Regions from separate parts of the Mus musculus genome. Here all the other regions are linked to region 3. A link is a contact called in public promoter capture Hi-C data. All regions are on one chromosome and are shown on one strand. Each heading gives the region's core, a stretch centred on a gene start, on an enhancer-like site or on the middle of the called end of the contact. The rest is flanking DNA. Distances are from core to core; before and after follow the strand shown. Region 1 holds the start of Arhgef17 (Rho guanine nucleotide exchange factor (GEF) 17). Region 2 holds the start of Acer3 (alkaline ceramidase 3). Region 3 holds the start of Neu3 (neuraminidase 3). Region 4 holds the start of Stard10 (START domain containing 10).

Region 1 (2,713 bases), core at 82-2,581, 1.1 Mb after region 3:
AGCCGTGAACCAACTGAGAGCGTCCAGGCCGGAGACCTCTCCCTCTCCAGCGACGGCCATCCTCACCATTTGGGTCCTCGTCACTGCCCGAAGAGTGGCCGCCGAGGTAGGCCGGACTCTGAGGCCCAAGCTGCGACTGCGGTCCCTCCTCTTCCTCCTCGCTGGAACTAGCAGCCCGGCTGCGGCTGACAGGATAGGAGGAGGCAATGGAGGAGGAGGAGGAGGCCCGGGCCCCGGCCTGCGGTTGGGAGAAGCTATGCCAAGAATGTAAACCATCCGCCGGACGCTGCGCCCGCTCCTGTTGCTGGTGCTGCCGACGTCGCCTCCCCTCGATCCCGGGCCCGGACAGCGGCCGCGCAGAACGCAGGCCAGCCAGAGGAAAGCACGTTCGAGGAGGTGGCGTCGGAGGTTGCCGGGGATCGCGAGTTGGGGGCTCCCACGAAACTCTGTCGGGGCTGGTCGACCCCAGGGCCTCAGAGTCCATACTGGGTCGTCTGGAGCTCGGACCGCCGAAGAGTTTGCGCATCTCTGTGACGCTGGGCCAGGCCCCACGTTCAGAGCCTTCCGCAGCTTCTTCTGTGGTGCCGGAGGAGCAGCCCCCGTCCCGGGTACCAGTGGAGTCGTCGTCCAGACCCGCCGCGTCGAAGCGCCGGGAGAGCTGGCGCACCGATGGCGAGAGGCTGCGGAGCGGGCGCGGCTGCGCGGGGGCGGCCGGGGGCCCCGACGCCAGCTTGGACACGCGCCGGGAGGGCTGGCCCGGGACTGCCGCGGCTGGCCGGCACGAAGCTCGGCGCCGCAACCCAGGGGTGTCCGCGTCCTCCTCCCTCGGCCCCGGTCCGCCGCTCCAGCGCTCCAGCAGTTTAAACGAGACGCTGCGATAAAGTGGGGGTCGAGGTGACCCGTCCGCCATGGTTGGTGCTAGTCACTCCGGGGGGGCTGGCCTCGGGACGCCGCGGCCAACCCCCCCTGCACTCCCACTCCGAGGGCGCGCAGTGGCCACGGTCCGAGAGCCTGGGTCCTGCACCCGCAGCGTGCGGCGGCTGTGGAGGAGGGTGCGGAGACGTGAGCAGAGGTTTATCAGTCGAAGATCAAGTTTCCGCGGCTACAAAAGGCAGGAGTTCCATCCTGGGCGGCCCCTCTCGCCCCTGCGGCGACCCCAGGCCCAGCCTTAGCCTCTGCGGGAGAGGCCAGGGACATCGCGGTCCTGCCGGTGAGGGGCCTAAGGCTCGGTTCCTGCACTCAAAGTCCGCCTGCCAAGCCCGGCGGCCCGCCTGCCTCCCCTCGAGCTCCCGCTCCAGCTCCCTTTCCCTCCCTCTAAGCAGCTAGCTCTCTGCTCCCTTTTGTTGCAAATAAACTTTGAGGCAGAGGAAAGGGGGCGGGGGGCGGGGCCTGGCGCCCAAAAGAGGGGGTGGGCTCCGGGAGCGCGCGAGGCTGGGAACACTGTGGGGGGAGGGAATCGGGGAGGAGCCGAAGGAGAAACAGGATGCTAGGACTTTTGTAGACCAAAACGACCCTCTAGGGGAGTCGGCTGCGAAAGCCGCGGGCTGATCCTCCCTGGGGACTCCTTCAGATACCCACAGGAGCTGAGAGTGGACAGCTCTGCATAAAGTAGTCCCCGCTTTCACGCGGGAACCTCTGCCGCAGGGGCTCCAACATGGCAACCCAAGACCCAAAAACTCAGGTACACACCGAAACTCAGGTACACGCAGAAACTCTCCTGGCCGGAAAAGAGGTGGGGCCCAGGGAGACGTAGGTGGGGCAGGCCCACCGGAGCGCTTGTGGTTCCCCACCTTGCTCAGACCACGCCCCGTACTCATCCTTCAGTGGCGAATCCCGCCGCACCACGCCCATGTCCCGCCCCTCACTCTCCCAAACGCTCCACCTATCTCCCACCTCCCTCTGGTTTGTCCCTCGCTGACTGTCCCTTAACCCACCCAATGCTGCTTTAGCAGTCCCACCACTCAGGACTATTACACACAACTTCCCCCGCCATTTTTCCAGTTGCCACGCCCCCTGCCCTCTAAGGCCTGGCGTCCTCTAATCTCTAAGACTCCGCTCCCCACGTCTTTCTGCGGTCGGGGTACGTTGCTCTTGCGCCCTCTGCGGGCAAGATTCTCCGCTTTCTCCAAACTCCGTAGAGATAAAACTTCATCTTCCCACAACCAACCATAGAAGGGTTAGGAAGGTTTCACTTGCTTACAGGCGTTTCCTGCCCCCTTTGGCAAGCACTCTGCCCTTTCTTTGGCCTCCTGCACAAAAGGTGTTTGCACGGGAACGCCCTCAACTTCCCTCCGCCAAACCTATACTCCTACCTGTGGGTGCTCCACCCTCCAGACCAGGAAGGTGTCTCTCCCGCTGCAACAATGATCTACCCTAGACCTCCCCTCCCGCTCCTGCTGCAGTCTAGCAAGTCTAAAATTGTTCTGGTTACTGGGATGTCAACTTCGCACCTCTGTTAGGTCCCTTTTTGCCCAGAGGCTTTAAATGTAGGACTCCACACCTAAATGAATGAAAATATATGGACTGCCTAGGACGTACGGGTAACATTTTAAGTATTTTATTTAATCCTTAGGCCACCCTTGGGGATAGATGTTATTAGAGAAGTCACAATAGCCATTGCAGAAGTCAGAGGGAAAGGATAGCTCTAGGTGTGGCTCAAATCCAGACTTTAAAGTTGTCAATCATCACGGTTTTTTTTAGAGATTTTGATGAA
Region 2 (2,700 bases), core at 104-2,603, 1.5 Mb before region 3:
CTATTTATTTAAACTAGTGGTTCTGACACTCAGCCTAAATCATGGCCTCAAGGGCATGGGACTAACGTCCTGAAAAACTACAAGACTTTCTCATCTGGCCTGAAACTCGTCCTCCAAAAGAACTTAAGTACAGAACGTTAGCTAAGAGTTTTGCCTCACGGCCTAATAAAGTGGATCCATTCAAAAGAAGGCAGTAGCAACCAAAGACTATTCTCTGTTCCTTGCCAGAAACCAAAAAAGGACGTGTTCTCAAAAGCTAACCAAAGCGGATGGAAGAAGTGGCTGATTTCTTTCTTGCCTGGTTGGAATAATTATGTAGAAAACACAAACACACACACACACAAACACACACACCCCGAGAAAACCCTAATCTGGCTAGTAATGCTGGTCTCCAGGAGCAGCAAATCGTGAACTCTAAAAGTGCTTTCATAGAAATAAGTGTCCTCAGATGACCACTAGCCCCTAGAAAGTCTGATAAGCTAGATGCAGTGGGGAAGCAGGGAGAGGTAGTCTCTTGGGAGAGCAGCTGAGGAAAGTAGTGACTAGGTGCTCTGGCTACCACCTCTGGGACAAGAGGAACAGTGATCTCTAGAAGAAGGCAGCGGGTAGGGATGGCAATAGGAGTGAGAATGGGGGTGGAGGCTCCGGCATTGAGAAACGGTAACTGTCTCCTGGAAGTGAGTGGTCTACCGAGAACGGACAGATGAAGGGAAGGCCCCTGAAGAGTATTCCCGGATTGAGGGTGGATGAAGCCAGTGAGCGTCCCCTTCTCTGTGCCCGGCTGGCTGAGGCCGGGTAGCAGCATTCGGGCCCTCCCGGCAGAGACCTCCTCAGCCCCGAGCGACTTCAGGGCGGGCAGTGGCCGGCCTGGCAGCGGCCGCGCTCAGGTAAGAACTCCTATTCCCAGCGGCGCGCCTCACGCTCTCATCCGAGGTCCGGGCGCGGCTCGTACGTCCCTTTCGTCCCCAACCTGAAGGCCCCCAGAAGCCAGTCCAGGCACCACTGGCGGCCACGTCGGCTCCCCGGCTTCCCACGGCCGCGCACGCCTAGCTGCCGCTCGCGGGCCCGGCCTGGAGCCTACCCTCGCCGCCAGGTTCGCCCTCCGCGTTCTCCCACACGTCTCCCCTCGGCGCGCGCCCTCGCCTCAGGCTCCACTCACAGAACTCAGCGACGAACAAGGTCACCACATAGTTCTCCTCACACCAGTCCAATGTGGAGGTCGTGGGGCCCCAATAGCCTTTGCGGTCCACAGCCGGAGCCATCGCGCTGACGCCCCACACACCCTGCTCAGCCGCTCTCGGGCCGGCTCAGGCAAAGCGCGCTCTCCGGCTTCCTCCTCCCTTACCCAAAGGGCAGGGGCGGGGCTAGAGCCGTCACTGAACCTGCCCAGAGGCAGGCCCCGCCCACCGAGCCTCTGGCCCGTCCCGCTCCCTGCCCAGTCCCACCCACCGCTCCCGGGGCAGGCGCAAATGACCCATCCTGATCGTGCGGGGCTGATCTGTAGCTCTTGGACCCTGGGTGGGAATCCGGAGAAGTGGGAGAGGTTGTTATCAGCCAGAGGAGTTAGGGAAAGGGGCGGGGGGAACCCGGCCGACCCCGACGTGAGGGTGAAGTAAGTTGGGAGGCTTCCAGGACCCACTTTTCCGTCAGGATGGGACCAAGCCTCTATTAGTGTGAGGGCAGTCTGTTTTAATTGGGGCAAGAATGAGAAGAAACCTTTCTCTGTCAAGATTAAACTTGCACAATGAGACACCTCAGTGTCTAACTCAGACCACGGACCTCCAACGAGGGAGGAGACTAGTAACAACACCCCCAGGCAGCTCCAGAGATACCCAGGAAGTCATTCTGAGTGAAAGGGACAAGTCAGAATGTACAGAACAAAAACCAGGTATTAGGATCCTTTAAAAGTATACACTGAGGGGCTCCGCTGTTAGGACCGTTGACTGGACTTCCAGAGGTCCTGAGTTCAATTTCCAGCAACCATATGGTGTCTCACAACCATCTGTAATAAGAACCAATGCCCTCTTCTGGTGTGTCTGAAGGCAGCTACAGTGTACCCACATACAACAAATAAATAAATAAATAAATAAATAAGCAAACAAACAAACAAATCTTTTCTTAAAAAAAAAAAAAAACGTGTACACTGAGTAAAGTACTAAAAAGTCTGTGGCTTCCCTTTAGGCCATGCACAGCATTTTCTGCCTCTTTAGTGAGCTTTTCTCCCTTGTCACCTCCACACTGGGCTATTAAAGTCCGTGAGATGGCTCAACGGGTTTGGCTAAAGGCACTTACCATGCAAGCCTGGCAGGCTGAACCTGATCTCAAGAACCCATGTAAAATACAAGGAGAGAACCGACTTCATAAAGTTGCCCCCAGACCTCCGTACAGGCAACATAGCACACGTGTCTACACACACACACACACTGGGGGGGGGGCATAATAATAATAATAATAATAATAATAAGAAGAAGAAGAAGAAGAAGAAGAAGAAGAAGAAGTAAAAACTTAAAAAATAATGGATACATCCTGCTGCCTTTTGTGTTCAGCTCCATCAAACTTTCCCCCTGCTATGAAGATGCCGACTCTCCCACTTTTGTTTAAAATTTTGCTCCTTGAAGACCTCCCTGGCTTTCACACCTGAGAGCCTTTTGTCCTTCCTTCGTATCCCACACTCATGACACCATGAATAGAGACACTTCC
Region 3 (2,730 bases), core at 115-2,614:
TAGCTGGCAGCAGCCTCACACAATCCATGCTTTCAGAATCTCTTGACACCATTTTTTCTTGTGTTTGACTTCATTTCATGTTTCACTCATCATGGCTCCAGCCGCAATAGGCATATATATGGAATATATATATATATATATATATATATATATATATATATATATATATTCTCCATACAGCCTAGCTGAGCCATACGATGTGCATACACACTGATGAAGTTCTCACAATGAAACCACATCATTGTTGTGTTCTCAGTACCAAGCCCCATCATTAAGCACTGCATTATTCTATCAATTACAACCTCCTCTTAGCACCTGGGCTGGTCTTGAACTTGTGATTCTCATGCCCCAGCCTCCTGAGTGCTTGGATTAACAGGAGCCAGGCCCCATGACTGGCTCTCATTTGTTAAAGGTTAGTAATGTGTACTTATCAGGACCATTCAAAAATGCTTTATAAACGTTAAGGCACTATACAAATTGATGTCTTTAATTATTGTGAATGCTGACCTTTTTACAATTCAGTTTTGGTTCTGCCATCACCTCAACAATTAAATTGTCATTAATTTTCACTATGATTATTCTAATAATAATGATGACAGTGGTAACACAGTGGCCTGGTCACACCTAAAGGATTCACCCAAACTATGTGCTCAGAACTAGGGGCTGAGAAGAATCTAGTACAGGTCTGCTTTGGAGTTGTTTGCTTTAGCAGATAATTCTGATTATTAATTACTGTTCCATACTCTCTCACCTTCCAACCAAGTCCTCTCTATTCTCTTTCTTGGGGAGAGTACAGTTTAGCACGACTTCTGAAGTCAGCCTTGTTTGAAGAGGAAAACTTAGGGGAGACCACTCAGTTGCAAATCTAGTATCAAAAACATTCCACCTTGGAACCTTTTTGGTCGCCCACAACTCCTCTATAGTAAGAAGACTTCACAGTCTCGGTTTGTTCCCACAGTTCTAAACTACAGCTGAAGTTTGGCTTTAGATGGAAGAAAGCAAAAGTAGAATGGTCCTAGCTGATTCTGGCTGACTCAGTCTTCCTTCCTGATGCAGGTCCCCACAGTCCCCGGCCGAATTCCGGGTGACTCTCACCCCAGCTCACCGGCTCCGGAGGCTCTCTGGGCTCTCCCGTGGAGTCTCGGAAGAAGGCCTGAAGCTGAGCTGGGGCGATGGAGACTGGATAACAGCGACAGAAACCACAGACGCTGAAACGAACCCAGTGACCGCTGCGCAAGAACTGGCAGTAATGAGACAAATATCCCAGGAGCAGAAGGAATGCGCTGGGGAGCAGGCGCCAGAGGACTGAGAGCAGCGTCTGGGTGTCAACCTCCCCGGCCAGGCCACGCCCCTTCACCGCGCAGTGCCCGCCCTGCTTGCTTCTCCACGCCCTTAACGATTGGTCTGTGGAAGGTATCACCGCCTAAAACTTCCCTAGACAGTCTAATTGTCGAACAAAGGTTCCGAGGCTCAGAGGGGACTCCTAAAAAGATAAAAGGTGGAAGGGGGTGTTTTCACACAAAGCACTGGACATTCTCCTTGCAAAAGGTTCCAAAATGTATATATTTATCAGGGCCTGGTGGTGCGGGGCTGTGGACTTTGCTAGTGTGGTAGAGACTGTTAAATTTCATCTGTCTGGACTACAAAATGAGTTTAAGGCCACCCTGAACAATTGCCCTTCTCGCAAGATTTTTAAAAAAAAGTATAAACAGAGCCGAGAAACCAGTTAGGTGGCAGAGCACTCGCCTAGCAGGTGCAACGTCCTAGGTTCACTCTCCTGTACCTTCGATAACTTATTGTATATTGTCTACACACATTTACATACATGTATCTGTCACCAAGTACTGAATCCATTCTCTTGTTTCACAATCACACGCAAGGACCATCCCATTCTTCCCCACCTACCAAAATCAAAAGAGGAAAAGGCCCCTCTTGACACACTGCAGCATCTAAGAGATCAGCCAGGGGTGGGGACAAAGAAAGCTAAAAATGACTGTTAAAAAAAAACAACAACAACACAAACAAACAAACAAACAAAAAAACAAACCGAAACAAACAAACAAACAAAACCCATCAGGTCAACAAGGCTACCAGAGGAGACTAAAAAGAAAATGAAAAAGTCACGACCAAAACAAAAACCCAAACAAACAAACATAAAAACCAAGATGTGGAGTACATTGGTATCAAAATTCACAGTGGTTCCTTATGTACCAGGTTAACATAATGAACTAGGACATTTAGCATAGTGGCATTACCCTGTGGGGAGTGACTTGTATTTGACTTATAATAGTAAGATGTATGATAGCACCCTTCACCTTATAATATAAGAAATCACACCCCCAAGTGTGGGTCTAACCACAGTAAGATAGAAAGCAGCACAGCAGGGCCGATTCGGCCGGACCCCATTCCTCCTCTGCCTGTGAGGATGCCAGGGGGCAGGGCCCTGTCCACCAAGGAGCAAAGTGACTTCCTTTTATTTCATCCCAGTCATGTTAGGAGTTTCTCTCCCAAATGGCTGCCTCCTCTAGTTCCAGTGTAAGAATATGGGGTCTTCTTTCTTTGAAGTGAACTTGATACTCAGAAGTAGAACTCACATGGAGAGAAACAATTGAAACTCATTTTTTTTGTTGGAACCAAGTAAAACATAAAGGAATTTGTCAAAAGATGAAGGGAAAGATGGAATATTAACTTAAAGGATGGAAAAACATTGACTCCTACTGAGTTTGAATC
Region 4 (2,870 bases), core at 100-2,599, 1.5 Mb after region 3:
TTGAACGGAATATGCAGCCCAGGGAAAGCCTTAAACTTTGGGTCTTCCTCCCCAGTCTCCTGAGTAGCTGGGATTATAGGTCTGTGCTACCACATCCAGTTTCCTGCTTATTTTAAAAGTGGGCATGATTTACAAAGATCTCAGAGCCCTGAGCACTTCAGGGAAAAAAAAAAAAAAGCACATCTATTTGTGAACCTACAGTGCTGAGTCTGCGGTTTTCTTTTAACACCTGTAAGAAAAGAAATCTACATGGTGGAGATAAGAGGTGACTTCTGAGGGACCAGGGGGAGAATGCAGAGGGCACAGAAGGAGCCTGGGTGGCAGAGGCTTGGTACTCTGGCACTGGTGGGAATAGCCATTAGCAGACTCTGGTACTACTAGGTCAGTGGTAGTCACTTATTGCTCCTAATATCCAGAGGAGCACACCAAAGGCTTTCCCTGCTCGTCTCTGGCCCAGACAGTGACAAGACTGCCATGCTCATACTGGCCTGGCCCTAGCTTTCACTGGGTAGATGGGACAGGGCTCCCAGAATGGAAGAGTAGGCAGAAGAGTTAGTGGACAGAATTTACATCAGGCTACAGAGTAGAGCTCTGGTCCACTCTATTCTACAGAGGGGTGGAGGGGGCCTGTGCTCCAGTGTTCTGCAGCCCTGTGCTTTTGAGAACTGGTCTTCGCCTAGGGGAGGTGTGGGTAAATGGCTGAGAGCTAAAGAGGGGTGGGTTTGGAAGCTGCCAAATAGGGATGTAAGAGGTTGCTGGCTCAGGACCTCTCTCTGGCCAGAGTGAGGCTGAAGTGGAAATTTTGCCAAATTCTGGCCAGCCTTTGAACCTTGAGCCTTTAAAGTCGGATCAACTTCCGGCTGGGTTTGCACACCCTACTGGAAAATTGAGTTGGGTGTGTGGAGGAGGCTTGTTATGCTCTTGGTTCTTGGGGCTTGCAGGCTGTCGCCATTTCTAATTTAGTTACTGAGGGGCTGTCATCCCTATTCCTGCTAGTTAGTCTTTCAATTGTCATGAGGGTGTGTGCCCACCCTTGAATCTCTGAAGTGTTGTGTGTGTGAATAAGCTGTTGCAGAAGCGTGTACCTGCAAGGGTGGGAGCGAAGAGTAGAGAAGAGGCTCTCAGTTAACTTCCAGAATCTCTCTTGGCACCTCAACCTTACTCTGAGAGCCCAGGCTACTTTGTTACTTCGCTATGTGGTTCCTGCTCACAGGTCCCCGGTCCTCTGATAGTCTACATCTCTCCCCGGACTTTGCCCCTTCCCCGGGGCTTACGGGGGCGGGCGCTAGGACCCGGCGGGGCGGGGCGGGGCGGGGCTCGGTGCTCCCGCAGTTCTTACCTCCGCAGCCTGGAAAATACCGAGCGAGGCGAGCGGAGCCCGGGAGCCCCGAGCCTAGCGGGAGGGAGGAGGGCGGAGGGGGCGCGCGGGGCGGGGGGCGCGGAGCGGGGCGGGGCCGGCGGCGGGACCCACTGCTCCTCCCCCCAGGGTCCCCGCGCGGCCCCCGGTCGCCCGGGCAGCGGAGGCAGCGGCGGCGGCGGAAGAGCTCGCACACCGGCCCCGGCGGGCCCCGGCAGAGAAGCCCGCACAGGTGAGACTCCGCCACCACACCCGCCCCCACCACGGCCCCGCGCGGCTTGCTGCTGAGTTAGTTGTGCGAGTCCGGCCAGCACCGCGCGAGGACTCCGTGCCAGACCCGCACTTGCGATCCCCCAGAGTCCCGCCCGGCTCTCGCGGGCTCCTGCACCCGCTACGCAGCAATCCTACTGCCGCTCCAGGGAAGTATGAGGTCGCTCCTTGTGGGAGGGTGGCCCAAGTGACTGTCCTGTGCCGGTGCACAACCGCCTGGGGCCAGTACCTGCCCTTTTCAAGCTGTCCGCTGGTCCGGGACCCCGGCTAGCCCCACCCGCGCCCCCAGCGCACTGACTCTGGTCCCCAAACCGGTCTTGCAGGTCCCAGGAAGGTGGCGTCAGCATCTGCAGCCGCGTCGACGTTGTCTGAGCCTCCGCGGAGGACCCAGGAGAGTCGGACTAGGACCAGGGCCCCGGGCCTCCCCACGCTCCCTATGGAAAAGCCAGCTGCCTCAACAGAACCCCAAGGGTCTCGGCCCGCCTTGGGCCGTGAAAGTGTCCAGGTGCCCGATGACCAGGACTTCCGCAGTTTCCGGTCAGAGTGTGAGGCCGAGGTGGGCTGGAACCTGACCTACAGCAAGGCCGGCGTGTCTGTGTGGGTGCAGGCTGTGGAGATGGATCGAACTCTGCACAAGATCAAGGTAGGATTGCCCTGTGGTACCTGCAGCCTCCACTCCTCCCGAACTGTCTCTCACAGGAATCTCCTCGCCCATACTCAGACCAGGGACCCATAGAGGGGTGCATGTGAGCTCAGAGTCTCCTAATATAAACCAGAGGACACACATGGGCCATATGACCCGGGTTCTAACCTAGGCATGCCTGTGTGTTTGGGAGATGGGTGATGGCCAGGTACACTTAGGGGAATAGTGTCTCTCAAAGGTCTGTCTTTCAGAGTAGCTTCTGCTTGGACCCTTAGTTTGACCCACTAGGTAGGTGAACGGCCCACTTCCTCCTTCACCCGGGGTTCTCTAGCCCGCGATGGGTCTTCTGCTCTACTTTCTGCACTCTTGGGTGCAGAGGATGAGATTCCTTCCTTCTCAATTCCTCTAGTCCTCTCTGTCCCTGCCCAGTGGCTCTATCAGGCTCTGAGCCTGCAGCAGGCCTTTAGGACTGTGGCTGGCAGCTCCTGACTGCTGTCTTGCCCTGAGCCACCCTGGGGGTGCACTAGAGGAGGCAGGGTCTTAGTGTCAAGGGAAACCAGCTCAGAAGGCAGATACGTACTCATCAGCCCCTCACTGCCA

Evidence for each region. Promoter capture Hi-C pulls out the DNA fragments that hold promoters and counts their contacts.
Region 1: a contact with region 3 is called in a promoter capture Hi-C map of liver, with 2.8 times the contacts expected there. The contact joins the promoter of Arhgef17 here to the promoter of Neu3 in region 3.
Region 2: a promoter capture Hi-C map of erythroid cells shows a contact between it and region 3, with 7 times the contacts expected there. The contact joins the promoter of Acer3 here to the promoter of Neu3 in region 3. A contact is called at or near these places in 2 of 39 promoter capture datasets (erythroid cells and liver).
Region 4: a promoter capture Hi-C map of liver shows a contact between it and region 3, with 3 times the contacts expected there. The contact joins the promoter of Stard10 here to the promoter of Neu3 in region 3. A contact is called at or near these places in 4 of 39 promoter capture datasets (erythroid cells, liver and stem cell-derived epiblast-like cells).

The regions. Positions count from the first base shown.
Region 1 is chr7:100,930,830-100,933,542 of GRCm38.p6, forward strand. It overlaps Arhgef17 (Rho guanine nucleotide exchange factor (GEF) 17), which reads right to left and starts at 1,332. Exons shown (of 21, transcript NM_001081116.1): 1 at 1-1,332. The coding sequence starts at 910.
Region 2 is chr7:98,308,189-98,310,888 of GRCm38.p6, forward strand. Acer3 (alkaline ceramidase 3) reads right to left here and starts at 1,354. Exons shown (of 11, transcript NM_025408.3): 1 at 1,160-1,354. The coding sequence starts at 1,262.
Region 3 is chr7:99,827,053-99,829,782 of GRCm38.p6, forward strand. Neu3 (neuraminidase 3) reads right to left here and starts at 1,365. Exons shown (of 3, transcript NM_016720.2): 1 at 1,106-1,365.
Region 4 is chr7:101,319,764-101,322,633 of GRCm38.p6, forward strand. It overlaps Stard10 (START domain containing 10), which reads left to right and starts at 1,350. Exons shown (of 7, transcript NM_019990.5): 1 at 1,350-1,589; 2 at 1,951-2,270. The coding sequence starts at 2,064.